2 separate regions of the Columba livia genome follow, and region 2 is linked to region 1. Evidence: chromatin contacts called from public Hi-C data. All regions are on one chromosome and are shown on one strand. The core of a region is the stretch at or near the end of the contact, and the rest is flanking DNA. Distances in the headings are between cores, read along the strand shown.

The links. Hi-C and Micro-C count contacts between places; a contact is called where the count stands out from the background.
Region 2: a contact with region 1 is called in a Hi-C map of liver, with 3 times the contacts expected there. The contact joins the promoter of RCN2 here to the enhancer-like site in region 1. A contact is called at or near these places in 2 of 2 Hi-C or Micro-C datasets (crop and liver).

The regions. Positions count from the first base shown.
Region 1 is chr11:18,336,289-18,343,426 of bColLiv1.pat.W.v2, reverse strand. PSTPIP1 (proline-serine-threonine phosphatase interacting protein 1) reads left to right here. Exons shown (of 15, transcript XM_005500973.3): 4 at 6,217-6,251. Among named protein-coding and RNA genes, the nearest start is that of PSTPIP1, 26 kb to the left of the region's middle. Within about 2 kb of position 2,771, at least 1 of the 3 cell types and tissues checked has an H3K27ac peak away from gene starts, as active enhancers do.
Region 2 is chr11:18,381,480-18,388,491 of bColLiv1.pat.W.v2, reverse strand. It overlaps RCN2 (reticulocalbin 2), which reads left to right and starts at 2,416. Exons shown (of 7, transcript XM_065076259.1): 1 at 2,416-2,593; 2 at 2,724-2,829; 3 at 5,573-5,769. The coding sequence starts at 2,483.

The sequences.
Region 1 (7,138 bases), core at 1,522-4,021:
TCTTTTGTAAAATAACTGACGTAAACATGCAGTAACTGGTTAAATTCTGCCTAGTCTGACAACAGCTATTTTTGTCATTTGCTCTGCTTGTCTCTTCTCATGTATATGATTTCCTACATTTTGCTTCCCCCTTTTCCACTACCATCTCCTTCAGACCGCGGGAAAGGGTAGTTCCTTCAAGCCCATGTCTGCTCTGCCCTTCTCTGCAATGCCTGAAATAGAAAATCTCAGTGAGCGTGAGGTGAGGGCATCTGTAACGAAATGCCAATTGCTGCTTCCTGTGTATAAATATAGCGCATCTGTCACATAATATACAGAATCCTCTGTATTATTCACACAAAGCAGGCATTTTTGAACTGAATCTAAAAGTCATTTTGGAAGGTCACATCCTTCCATGCTTTGTTATTTTCCATCAAAAATGTTCTGAACCCGCACAGAGTTTTACACACTGGAACTTTGAACTTTCAGGACTCTGTGAAAATGGACCCAGGCACATACTCTGAAAAACCTAAGTCTCTGCTCAGGTCTTGTGAAACCCAACCTCGGGGAGCTCTCTGGTGAGGAGGATAGGCATTTTTGAGCAGGGCCGCTCTCTTTACAAGACAACATGAAGAAATTTAGTTTTATGTTAAAGGTTAAAACACTTTAATTGCTTAATCTTTTGATTTGAATGGCATAGGTCATTTTGGAGTCACAAGGGATTTAATCTGCACAGTGCAGCCTCCAATAAGAGCTTGTGCCAGCTAGTGCCTTGCTATCACTGACCTGTAGACAGACAGAAACTGGAGCTCTCCTGCTCAGAGCAAGGGTGCTGCTCACACCCGTTCTCTGCCACAGGTGCTTTAGACACCACAGCACAGCTGGGACCTGTACAGAGATCTTTCCAGCTACACTGAGTGTTTTTGCCTTTCTGTTTATCGCTCCTCTGAGAACAGGTAGAAAACATCCCTTCAAAATTAATTCTTCAATGTCTTCATCGCATCCGCACTAAGCAACGTTAGACATGATTCTCATGTGAAATACTCTATGTGCCCGGCCCAGGACTTGGTAGTGACTTAGTTACCACCCTGTTAAAAGAGCACAACATCTCCCCCATTTTTCTTTCTTTGCAATGCAGACAGAGTCCCAGTTGCAAATTATTTTAGATCAGATGCTTCTGAACTTGTTTTCCCCACACTTTGCTACCACCACTGGGCATCACAGAAAGAGATGTTGGTAAAACCACATTGGGTCTTCCCTGTGTGGTAGGAGGATAGACAGCTGTTGACCATGGAGACTGGTGTTGGTTTGGTTTCATAACCATGTCATCAGGATTTCAGGTGGCAGAGGGTGAACAGGACTTCTGGAAAGCAGTCTGTGGAGTTCATCTGGCAGAGACTCCTCTCAACTTCAGAAAGAATATGTAAAAAAAACTACAGTAAGAACAGAATGTTGTAGATCATATTGATGTTAAAATGGAAACCTACCAGAAAGGAAGGTGGGGTTGTTTCACAATTCTATTCACCAAGTAAAGGTAGAAAAGAAAAAGAGCTGTGGTTTTCCGGTTAGAAGAGCCTGTTCTACCTTCCTGTGTACAAAATATAAAGGGATTCTCTGAATTACTCAGTTAAACCAGCCTCTAAAGGCAAAGTCGTAAAAGGGCCCAAACCATCAAGCCTACAGTTGCAAAAAGTCCCCCAAAAAAACAACCAACAAAACAACCAAAAAACAAACACAAAAAACCCAAACTGGTACAACAGTGTGCATAGTGGGTGTACCTGTAACTTCAGCACTGCTGCTGACAGAGCTCTGCCCATTACATCTCTGGTGCCATAAAATTCAGCTTTTGATAACTGTGAAGCAGAAGGTACCAGAGCCTTGTCTACAGCACATTTCCTGGTGATCCTTATGTCATGTAGGACTGCCCAGCGCAGCCTGCTCGCTGGCAACAACCCAGTTCTCTAGCAAAAACAAGGTCCAACACTGAAGAGAGAGAAGGCAAATACAGAGAGCAGCTAGGGCGAGTTCACTAACTGTAAGAGAATTTTTCACAACGAGTAAAATGGATTTATGGTCAGATCCAGCAGTTCTCCACCACTCCTCATACCTGTGCCACGACGATGGGTGAGTGCAAAACTCCGCTCAAATACAGGATGCATTTTGTGCCTTGAAAGCAGGGGACAGGTTCTGCTGGGAGAAAAATCAAACCAGGCTCTGAAATGATGCATTCTGTAAATGCCCTGTGTCGTGGTTGAGACGGACAGACGACATGGACCAAGTTCCTTCAAGACTGAAGTAATAGAGTGCCATTTATTGCTACAAGTGCATTTTTATACAATTCTACCAGTTCATGTATCTTTTCACTATTGGTTACAAGTTACAGCACTAACACCTTATTGGTTAATTTTGCTATCATCCATGTTATTCTTTTATCTCCTTCTCTCTCACGGGTACCTCTCTCCTCTCTCACGGGTACAACTCCATACCTCCGGATACTCCTTTACTCCCATCCTTCTCAAGGGTAAATCTTAATATCTTCAAGGCTGATCTCTACTCCCATATTTTCTGTCAAGGATTCCACAGACCCGCTGCAGTTTCCCACAACCCTGTTAGGGGAGAGCCACGGGGACTAGTGGTCAGTGCCCTAGAGACACAGGGTTGCCTTTCCAGCTTTGGTGTACTGAGTAAATTCACTTGGGAAAGTATTTTGCAATCTACGGAGTACGAACGCTGAACAACGGGTGAGCTTTACTGTAATGAGCCTCTCCCCTTGGTTCCTCTGTTCCTCTATAAGCTCTGCTAGTCTCCTTCTCCTCCTCCACTTGAAAAAACAAACACTGAAACGTGCATGTTTTACAAAAGCAGCTCAATTCTGCCGTAGCAGGAGACTACAGCAAATGAAGGCAGAAGCCAGGGCCGGTATCCCAGAAAACTGTAAGAATATTTTAGCCACTAGATGGCAAAAATCACCAAAAGTTGCAGCAAAGGGGCTGTTGCACTGGCTCTATCCGGTCGCTGTTACTCTGGATTCAGAGTCAATCCTGTTTCCACTAGAAATTAATTTTGACAAATCCAATCTTTAAATGTCCAAGGGGGAGTCATTTAACCAACGTGCACAGCAAATTTGTGTCCAACCCTGTTTTCAGTGAGTCATCTGCAGGAGGCTCCACGCAGGGATGCCCGAAGGGAAGGCTGGTGTTCCGTCTTTAGCTGGAGTGGCTGAACAGTCTTCCAGAACTGACATGGAAATGTCCGCAGCGAGCAATTAAAACAAAACAAAAAACCAAACAAACGCAAATGGCAAATTTTCAGTTTTGCCTGAACTATTTTCAAACCCAGGTTTTCTAATGTGGCCACACAATAAACAAAAATAATTACTTCCACAATGCTAAGCAGCATAATGTACTGAGCGGATAAAACACTCTTTTAAAGTGTCCATCAGAGTGAGATGTCCTCAATTTGGATGCTTCAGAATAAAGCCTTTATCAATGCTATTAGAAAGTCACACCCCCCCAGAGCAAATAGGTAAGAGGTACTCAACATGCAAACCAGCCCAGATAAAATTAAAACCCACTTGTATGTCTCCTACATGTTGCTTCCATTAAGCCCTCCAAAGCACTGAAATGATATATCACACCGATATAATCAGAGCATCTCGCAGCAACGAGGTGCTAATCTACAGCGCTGCTGCCACAGCCCAGAAGTCATAAAGGAATAGCGGCTGGATCCATGGGGCAAAATCTGATTTATTTACTCTCTCCCACACAAAACTTTGCACAGTGACATATTTGCTGCTCCCTTAAGCCCCATAAGAATGAGATCTGATTCACTGATTTTAGAAAATTCTTACAAAAAGAAGGAAGGAAATGTCTTAAGTATATTCCAGTTCACTTATGGACTGTGGCCTTGCCCCAGTCAGCTGCGAGGGAACTGGCTGGACAAACCTTTCACAGAGGAGCAAAAGGCCAGAGCTTTCTGAAAAGGCCATTAGAGACCAGGCAGGGGGCAAATGAGCTGCTCTCCAGCTCGGAGCCGGATGCATTATTATACCAGCAGATACCCTCGCCCTTACAGAGAGCCAGCAAAGAGAAGAAAAGCTTCACATATGATCATGAATTACACTGGTAGCTCAGATGCCTGGAAACAAGCAAAAAAACCCAGTAAATTGCCTTTGTCCTTGGTATGTACTGAGAAAGTGATATTTTTCATCATAACAATTTTGCCAGTCTTTGTATAACCTGAATCACCAAAGGAAAAAATGTCTGGGAACAACAGATCAACACAGCATGCAAACAGTATGTGCAGGCTGCAAGTGCCCTCTATTTTTTACACTCCAGTATTTACCTATTTCAGACATGAATTTGTTAGCACATTCCCCACGTCCTATTGGAAAATCTACTCTGAAAAAGCAAATTTTATTCCTTGTATAGACTTAATCTTTCAAAATGATCCATTAGAGCTTTTAGGTGAGAAGAAAGATATCTCCGCTGCTGATATTCAACTTGTCTTCTAATTTCACGCTTGTAATTAACTTAGCTGGAAAGAATGCTGTTCGTTTCCTTTGTGTTGTGAAAATATCGTTTCCATCAAAATTTCAGGCCAGACACATTTTTTTTTGCAAAATGAACCTTCAAAATTATAGGACCCTCAAAGTATTATTAATACTTCAAAGTGTTATTAGGACAAAACTGAAAAATAATCTAGCATGTTTTCCGTGACTTATCTCAGGAGATTCAGCACAACAGATCTAGCTGAAAGCTGAAAGGACTGAACAGTTTGCTCAGTACTCATCTCTTCTGGCTGAAAGTATTTTCCTTCTATTTCTACCAATTTAGATTTGGAAGCGGGTTGCCAGGCAGTTATTGCTGAGGACAGGCCTGGCCCTTCCCCTGGCCTGCGCATTTTTCTTATGCCTGGCAAGGCAGCCTTGCTACTGGGAGAGCAAGCTTGGATTAGGAAACAGATGTCCAGCCTAAATTAACACAGGGCAATCAGGATCCTTCATGTGTCTCTTCAGACTCCTGAAATGGCCCAAGAGAAACTGGATTTCCCTACCCATCTGCAGCTGCACATGGCTGGGAAGTGATGTGCATCCTCTTCTGGGCTCTCCCAGTAGTCAGGCTTCAGCCAGGGAGATTTTAGGGTCTTCATTAACAGGTTTTTCTCCTGGGCTGCTGCCTGGGCTCCACGGAGATCCCAGAACTGGCTCCTTCAGGGAACACCACGCTCTGGCTCTTGAATAGATGATTTCTGAATCTGAAAAACCTCCAAATCACACCACAGCCTTGGCTTCTGCATATACAAATGCACTGCCAGCTTGAGAACTGGGAGCTAAAGCAAATTAAGTGGAAAATGCTTCTTACAGACTACGCTCTTTCCTCTCCCATTGCCTCTATACTGGTATCTCTGTTGCTTTCTTAGGATGGACTTTGGCTTGCTGAAACCCAGGACATCAGGTGATCTATCATTACCCTTTCGTGCCTTTCTGCAACTCCACATTGCAGGACCACTTATTTACATAGATCTGTTCAGATGAGCAGCCTGACATCTCTTTTTGCTCATCTCCATGCTGAACTTCACAGCCCAGCACCTGGCCTGATCTCATAGCACAGTTTATTCATGCTGTGCTTCTGGGATATCAAAAACCCCTGGGAGCATCAGGGTTTCACAGCCTCTGTACCACCCCTGCACCGTTTGTGAGTCTCTTAAAGGCGAGTGAGCTGCGCCACACGGGGGTGCTCAGAAAGCATCGTGCAGGGGATGCCGCACAGCAAAGCTGCTTTGCTTCAAGAGTGACTGAAGAGGAAAAACTTGCTGGTGCTGCATTCAGCATAGAGGGTGGAGCTGCTTTCACTCTACCCCTCAGACTAGTGCTCTAAATTCCAATCCCCCTTGACAGTCTTTATTTCACTCAGTTGACCTGTATCCGTTGGCAAGGTGCGAGAATAGAGAAATCTCTGTTAGCATTCACAGTCGCAACTACAGAGGGATTAAAAAAAGAGGGTGTGCATAATGAGTACTGCAATTCCTTGCTTCATGGAGCATTTTATTGCATTTCCTGATGGTAACAGATTGATGCTGTTGTGCTTGTTAGCGTGGTCAGCTTTTATTACAAGACTATTAAGAGTTTTATCTCTATGAGAATCTCTGAGATTCTGAGGGAAAGTTATTTCTCTAGATTCACAACCCACCCTTAGAAGCCTATACTAATAAAGCGCACTTGTTTCTGCCACACAGCACGCTGAAGGCGGCATTTGAGAGACTCAAGCAACGTAAGTATTTGCATCTTCTTTTCTGACCTGGGTAAGAGAGGCACGCAATGTGTTCATCCCCTCTGGGGTCTTTCATCCTCTTTCCCCCTCCACTTCCAACTTGTCCATCCCCAGTCTGCAGAGTGCAGAGCAGAGGGAAGGGACACTCACTGGGAGCCCTCCAAGGCAGTGGAATAAATACCCTCTCTGGCGGCAAACAAAATGGCTCGTTCTTCAACTTAGTTTTACCTGGATCAAGACAAAATATCACCTCTTTTCCCTCTTTTGCAAACCACTGGCAATGAAACAGCATGCTTTCTAAATGTGCCCGAGGCTGAATGAAAACCTTTCACGCACAGAAAATGTAACCCCACCACAGCCGCTAGGACAGCGTACCCGGCTACTGGCACCTGCTGTTTAGATAAAAACACCCTTTGGAAGAGCAGCTAGCGAATTAAGGTATTTTTAGAGCCTGGGTGGGAGAGCTCAACATTTCTGGAAAATGTGGGGTTCCATTTCAGAGGCACCAAAGCCAACAAATGTAGAGAAGTTACCAGCCATTCCAAACAGCATCAGCCATGTGCTCTGAAATTCAATCAGTCTTTGCTGACCCTTGGAAATTCTCAGCTTGCAACCTTGTCTGATGACATCTGAGCAAGGCTGCATGCAACCAGCAATCAGCTCCCAAGCGCAATGACAACCCAGCAGTGCAGCGGGGGGAAAGCAGACACGGGGGGAGGAGGGAGGTCCGAGCTCCTTCCCCCCTCTCCACCTCCAGCCCCAGAAGCAAGAAATGCAGCTGGCCCTGCACTTGCCAAGGCTCCTCTGAGTGGGTGCTCCAATTCTGCAGTCAGGAGTCTTCCCCTTGCATTTTGCAGGCACCCAGAGGACCTGCAATAAGCCCCATT
Region 2 (7,012 bases), core at 1,167-3,666, 45 kb before region 1:
AAATCCTCCTGTTCTGGTTCAATGCCAAATCAGACACCACATCGGAATAGTATCATTTTATAACCTATTTCATCAGATATTAATAGCTGCACTAAATGCAAAAAAAGTAGAAAAACAGGTCTGTAATGTCTGCAGAGTAAAATATTGCAGGACGCTTTGTGCAAGGCTTACGAAACAATTAACTAGAACACTTACAAAGTCATTTTTGGGTACTACTAAGCAAATTACTGCCATTTTGAAATCCAGTCACAAGGTATTTGAACCTGATTATAAGTAAATTGTCGCTCCTTTGTTTTTCCCCTTACTCAAATGTAGAAATGTCAAAAAAATATAGTAACCACCAGACGGATAACTCCACTTGCTAGAAAGAACTGTTAACAAACTGCTGTTTGTGTTGCTGGACAAATGCTCTCATGCCGACAGTTGAACAGGAACAGATCTACATTTGCAACATCTCATAGAGGAGTTGTGTTGAACACAACCTTCTAACATTGATTCCTTTGCGACTGAAAGAACAGCTCCAAACAGATTTGTGAAAGACTGTATGCAATTTGGCTTGAGGTGTGGTGGGATTTTTCGGAAAAGTCAGAAAGTTCAGCGCATAAAAAACTTTTTGTGTGGCATGACTTGCATTCTGGTTTTAAAAATAGCTTTGCTGATTCTTCTTACTTACAAGTTGCAACAGTGATGCATTTACTGTGTGCTCGGTTAAATATATCTAGGTAATGTGAGAGCCTCTCTCTCTTTTTTTTGCTTTTCTTGCATCCATACCAGAATGATCTTGAATGTTATTACATGACTGATTAACTGTGTGCGGGGAAGTGTCTGGATTGTATTTTGACACAGCTAAGTACCGAGAGAAGAATATTATTTCCTGTGCTGTCCCTCTTGGTGAGCTTCAGATTTTTTTCTTAATATATAGGATACAATGACTTGCTTTAAAGCTCCAGTTATTTGTATTTCCTCCTCCTATCTTCAGTCATCTTGGCGTATGAAGATATTGTTCATAAACTTGCTCTTCACATAACTACGTTGAATTTGTTATTTGGTGGCTATTACAGTTGTTTAGGCACTGAAATGTATAATCTGATACACTTGTCAACCCTTGAGATATACAGCAAAGAGGATATTTTGGTGTTCGTAATGCATTAGACAAAGAAGACAAAGTATCTTCAGTACTGTTTCACAAACCAGTCAAATATTATTTCTGTTTTGATTGCTTATAGGTTTTGCCTTGTCTACACATGCCACAAGGAGTATGACTTAATTCACATTTTGTATATGTGATTTATATAAATACTGATGGGAAATTTGACATTTAAACCAATAAAAGATATTGGACTTAACTCACTATTAGATTTTTTAATAGAAAGACATTTCTTATATGGGCAGGAAATTGAAATAACACGTTTACTGATTTATTGCAATATTTTACTCTCAGATCTTCAAGATGAACTGTCGTAGTGCTTCACAGTTAATAGAACTGGAGGTTAACCGGGGAGCAGGACATCGCTGTCACCACGGAAGAGACAGGACAGCGCAGCAGACAACCTCCATTAATTGAGGGCTCTGCTTAATCCTGGCAACAACTGCGTTTCTGGAAATCCAGGTAGGTTAATCTCACTTCAGTTCCAGAAGTACACTAATATTGAAAGGAGAAATAACAGATCTAACAATGGCCTTACATAAATCTCAGTTAATCCAGTAAGAACGATTGACCTCAGTGGGCTTGGGATCAGAGCAATCCCCATTTCATGTGACAGCTCTTAGAAATGGTATTCCTGGAGAGGCCCCCTGCCCATGCACTCAATGTATTTTTAGTTCGTCTGCACGGTCATTGAAGTTAAATTTATTTTACAGCTTTTTTTTCTATTATCTGTGTTGAAAAGCTATGAAAGTTTGTATCACTCCGCCTTATTGGGTTATTTATAAAGCATTGATTCCCTTTGTGTTAGAAGCAGTATTTATGAGTTAGATCCTCAAGCAAAACATTTGTCCCTTTTTAATATAGAATGTTCATACTGCTTGTTTCCCGATGACCTTCTTGTCTGGAGTTCTGGTAGCAGTTCAGTCTGCCAGGCTTCACTGATGCTTCAAAGTTGGAAACTTATCTATACGTCTTGATAGTAGTTTGTACCTTGCACTGGGCAAGAGAGGATAAACTTTCTGTCGCTAACGAGCTGTACGTTCCCGCTGGGAGCGTTTCGCACAGCAGCCGCTGGGACGGGCTGTACCCGGAGGGGTCGGGCTGTACCCCGAGAGAACGGGCTGTACCCCAGGGGGACGGGCTGTGCCCCGAGAGGGCCGGCTGTGCCCCGACAGGACCGGCTGTGTCCCGACAGGACCGAGAGCCGCGGCGAGGGTCGCGGGTCCGACTCCCCGCACAGGCGGCGCTCCCGGCCCCCGCCGCGGCCCGGCCCGCCCTCCGCGGCCCCTGTCCCCGCCCCTCGCCGCCGGCCCGCTCCCCTGCTCGGCGGGCGAGATGCGGCGGCGGCCGGCGCTGCTGGCGCTGGGCCTGGTCCTGGCGGCGCTGGGCGCGGCGCACGGACAGCACCGCGCCGACTACGACCGGGAGGCGCTGCTCGGCGGACAGGTCGGGGGACGCGGGCGGGAGCGGCCCGAGCGCCGCTTGCCGCCGTTGGGGCCGCGGGACGGGCGCTGCGCCCCGCCGGGCCGGGCAGGGCTGAGGCGGGCGGGCTGACGCGCGGTTCCCTGTGCCGCAGGAGGAGGCGGAGGAGTACGCGCGGCTCAGCCCGGAAGAGCAGCAGCGGCGGCTGCGGGCCATTGTGAGGAAGATCGACTCGGACGGGGACGGTCTGCTCAGCAAGGGTAACGGCGGGCGGCACCAGGGGCTGCGAGCCCGGGGCCGGGCTGGGACACGCGTGGGGGTCAGGCGGGCGGGGGCTTTGGCCGAGTCCTGGGTCGGGCCCGACGCCCTCGGAGAAGGCAAAGATCCACGCTCCCAGTGACACAGCCGCTCGCTTAGTGGTGAACCTGCATGAAAGACATAACGACCCTGTTTCACAGCACGTCAGAAGTACCAGCAGAGTTTAGATAGGATGGCTTAGTCCCTCAGATTTCTGTTGTATGTGATGAAAGAAGTGAGGGCCAACAAGAGCACACGGGAGTGAGTCACACAGGTAAGAAAGCAACACCCATAAATACAGCTTTGCACTTACACTACAAATGTGCAAGGAGTCAGTTTGAACCAAGTGGATTTCTGAGTTTGAAATCCTGTGCAACTCAGAGAGCAAGTTTAAGAAGCAAAGAAAGTACTGCAGCCATTAGATCACATACATGCGCTTCAATACCTGGAGACACTAAGGGACCGTGTATTCCTTTAATTACAATATAGTATCAAATGTCTCCTCCCAGACAGGTTTTTATCAGTCAAACCAGTGAACTCCACAGTAAACTAAGGCCCTTTCAGTACATCATCATGACACTTGTTAATTCAAGTTTAAACTCATTATGACAGTATATTATTGTTTTGCTGTGATTTTGACAAAAAAATCAGAAGTCTCTCGCACACTCACAGAGCAACTAGAATCTTTGTTCAAGCACCAGAACAGTGACACGTCATTGACATGAAATTAAACATGCATGAAGCTGTCTAGGTGAGGGAACAAAATATGCTTTTAAAGACAAGATCAACTATATCTGTTGAATGTCTTTCAATTTATATGCTGAAACTAGTCAACTGCACGCTTATTTCAGTGTTCCTGTGTAGAGGTGAGGCAATATAAAGCTTTGGCAGGATGGCTTGTCCCTGTAGTAAGCAACAGGCAGTTCACAACACAAAGGTCTGTTTTAACGTGCAGAAATTCCACCCCTACTCATGGTACATATTGCATCTGGTTCTCAGTCTAATGGAAGCTCGCCTTCCCCTCACTTCCCAAAGGAAAACTCACAGTGGAATGTGTTTCTATGCTAAAGCTGATGGTATCGAAGCTCTTTCAGCTCAGTTATTTCTCAGTATGTTGCAAAACACTCTTTGAGAACTTTTTCCTTATTAATGGCACCCCCATTTGGAGTCTAACAGTGAGAGAAGATACGATGTATTAATACCACTTTTCTAATATCAGACCATTAAGTATGTCTGATGAATGACGCGGGACATTATGTACTCAGATGGCTGTGCCTTGTGCCTTAAACGCTGGGAAATAAACTACACTATAAATCTTATGTTACCCAATCTTTAAAAAATCACGCTGCACTTTCTTGTAAGGCAATGCTGGGTTTGTGCACAAGGCTGGGTGGTTACAACACATGGCACACACGCCTCCTCATGTTCAGTCAATTCACAGAATGTTATAAAGTTGGTTCCTTTCATAATACAAATTCAGTATTCAAAATATATTTTTAAAAATCTCTCGCTGCTTTTCAATGATATTTAAATTAACCTATTAAAGTTGTATTGACTCTTCTGCCAAGAAGGACAGAATAAGATACTTCAGTATTTTTAAATGCTATAAGATTTTCTCTACGCTAAAGCAGTAATTTCTGTAGGATTATTAGTCATCATGACTCTTCAGAGCAGGATTTCAATTGAGTTGATTTAGCTACATAATTTTGCAATGCAGAGGAATGGCTTCCCCTTCCAGGCACCAGAAAATAACTGGAAGATACTGAGAGAATATGTTCTCCCAATCTTCCATAAATGAAGTAACTTTAACATATTTGTGTGAATTCATCTGTATATTAAGCTTGCTTTCTTTTAGCCACACTTCTATAAAAACAAGTAGCTTAAAAGCATTTCCAGAATATGTAAGGCTTGATTTCAGTCTCAAGTCGAGGGAAAGTATCTGTTAATATTTTAGTTTGGGTAATTAAGGCAATGACACCGAATTCAGTTTTATTTCAGTTTGTGGATTTAAAAAAAGCCAAAAACCTCTCAAACCTGATGTGAACAATGTTTTTTTTGGCTACAAAGTTATGCTTAGATTTGTCTGTCTAAACCATATTCAGCATCATTTTTATAAAGCTCCAAAGGAAAAAAAAAAGGTGGAAGGGTGCTACAGTGTTGGTTGTCTTCAGATTTGAAAAGCCATGGCCACATAGTAATTTCAAGCACTAAAAGTGCTTCCTGCTTCCCTGGCTCAGGTTCCAGTGAGCTGACCAAGGGCTCTTTCTCCACTGAGAACTAAGGATCTTCCTTCTGATGGGATCAGTTTTTAGGGGTGCAGTTCACTGTGCAGCTGTAGGAACACTACCTGTAATAATTTTTCCCTCCCGCTTCCCTTGTGTATCCGAGGGGGATGCATCACGCTCTTTCTGCCAGCAGAAAATAGGCCAGATTAAAGTCACCATGTAGCTGTAGCCTGGGGGGTGAATGGGGAAATGATACTCTGAAAGCTGTAGCTGTGATCTATTCTTTCATTCAGTTAACCTGAAAAAGCCAAAGCATGGGGGAAACAGATTGTTTTGCTTTAACCAACCCATTGCCTATATGCTTACATCTGAATTGCAGAGTATATTCCAGACAGAATAGACCTGTGGCATCTTTACAGACTTTATAGCGCAGCTGATTCTGGTTTTTTAAATGTTATTATTTTTTAAATGATTTTCACAGAGGAGCTGAGTTCCTGGATACAGCAGTCTTTTAAACATTATGTTACACAAGAAGCCAAGCAACACTTCAACGACTATGACAAAGATGGTGATGGATTAGTGTCTTGGAAGGAGTATAATATGCAAATGTATGATCGTGTAATTGATTTTGATGAGAACACTGTCCTGGAGGATCAAGAGGAAGAATCATTTCGACAGGTAAAATGTTTCAGCGTCAGTTTCAGTAAGCTCTTGGCAAAAGGCAGCAATATTTGTTTATTGTGATGGAACAAGATGGGTAGAGAAACCACACCAGCTGGCATATGTTTTAACACTTTCTTCTATCTGAGATAGGGGAGTAATTAAAGGAAAGTAATGGAGTATTAAAGCTGCTATCAACAAAACAAAGACAGAATGAAATTGTACCTCCTGAGTATATTTTGCTGGCTGAGTGGAGTGTGAGTCTATGGACGGTCTCAGCACAGAGCACAGTTCCAGCCAACATCTTAAAACAAGCCGTCCATCTGTTAGATTAGGCCAGTAGCCTGAAGAGTGTCCTGCCCTCAGCAGGGGCCAGAACCGCTGGGGTGGGGGTTAACGGAAACCCTTGTGCTCTTTAACCCCCTTTAGTGCACTGTCCTACCCACTTCTGCAGTTATTTCCCAAGTACCCGGCATGGGATATCAGTATTGTCTGCTTTAACATTTTCTGTCTGACAGAGACCCCCAGAGAAAGCAACAGTGATGCAGACATTTTTAGCAATCAAACTGCAACTCTGAAAGCTAAAACTGGATGGATCAACAGCAGAAGTTACGGATTAATCTCCTGTAGGAATGCAGATACTTGAGAGTGGAAAGCAGAAAGGCAAGGGAGGGAAGGTTCAGCAAGCACCATCACATGGCAAAACTTGTCTCAAGTTACACATTTAGAAGTACAGAGAAATGTTTCCCAAAAAGCGAGTGAGGTTTTTAGACTATTCTGGCCTAAGGTTGCGTTTTGTTTTATTTCTTGTGAGGATTGTTTTGCCTGCTTTTGGTATAGTAGTAGTAGATAATAGCGAATGTTGGCAGAAGCGTAGCTAAAATAGATAATGTGTGGGGGATTTTACACACTGAAGAAACAAGCTGTAAAGCTTTGGAGGTCACTTAACTGAACAATTACTTAGCTTTTAAACAACACAAAACTTTAAATGGCTCTACCAATCAAAATACTGATCCCGTGATTGAGATAATACCATCATAGATACATATGCTGAGGGAGAACTACTCATTTATACTATACTTTGGCTGCTTGCTAGGTTTTCCTGATTGCTGACTTCTTCAACGTATATTGTAAAGAGCAAACTCAGCAGCATTGTCCAAGCGCTGTATGTCAGCCATCTTCAGCATTGTCCTTACCTTTGGAAATTAATGATCCTGCTCTAATCAAAATGGAAGAGTCAGACAGTGGCACTGATTTAGAA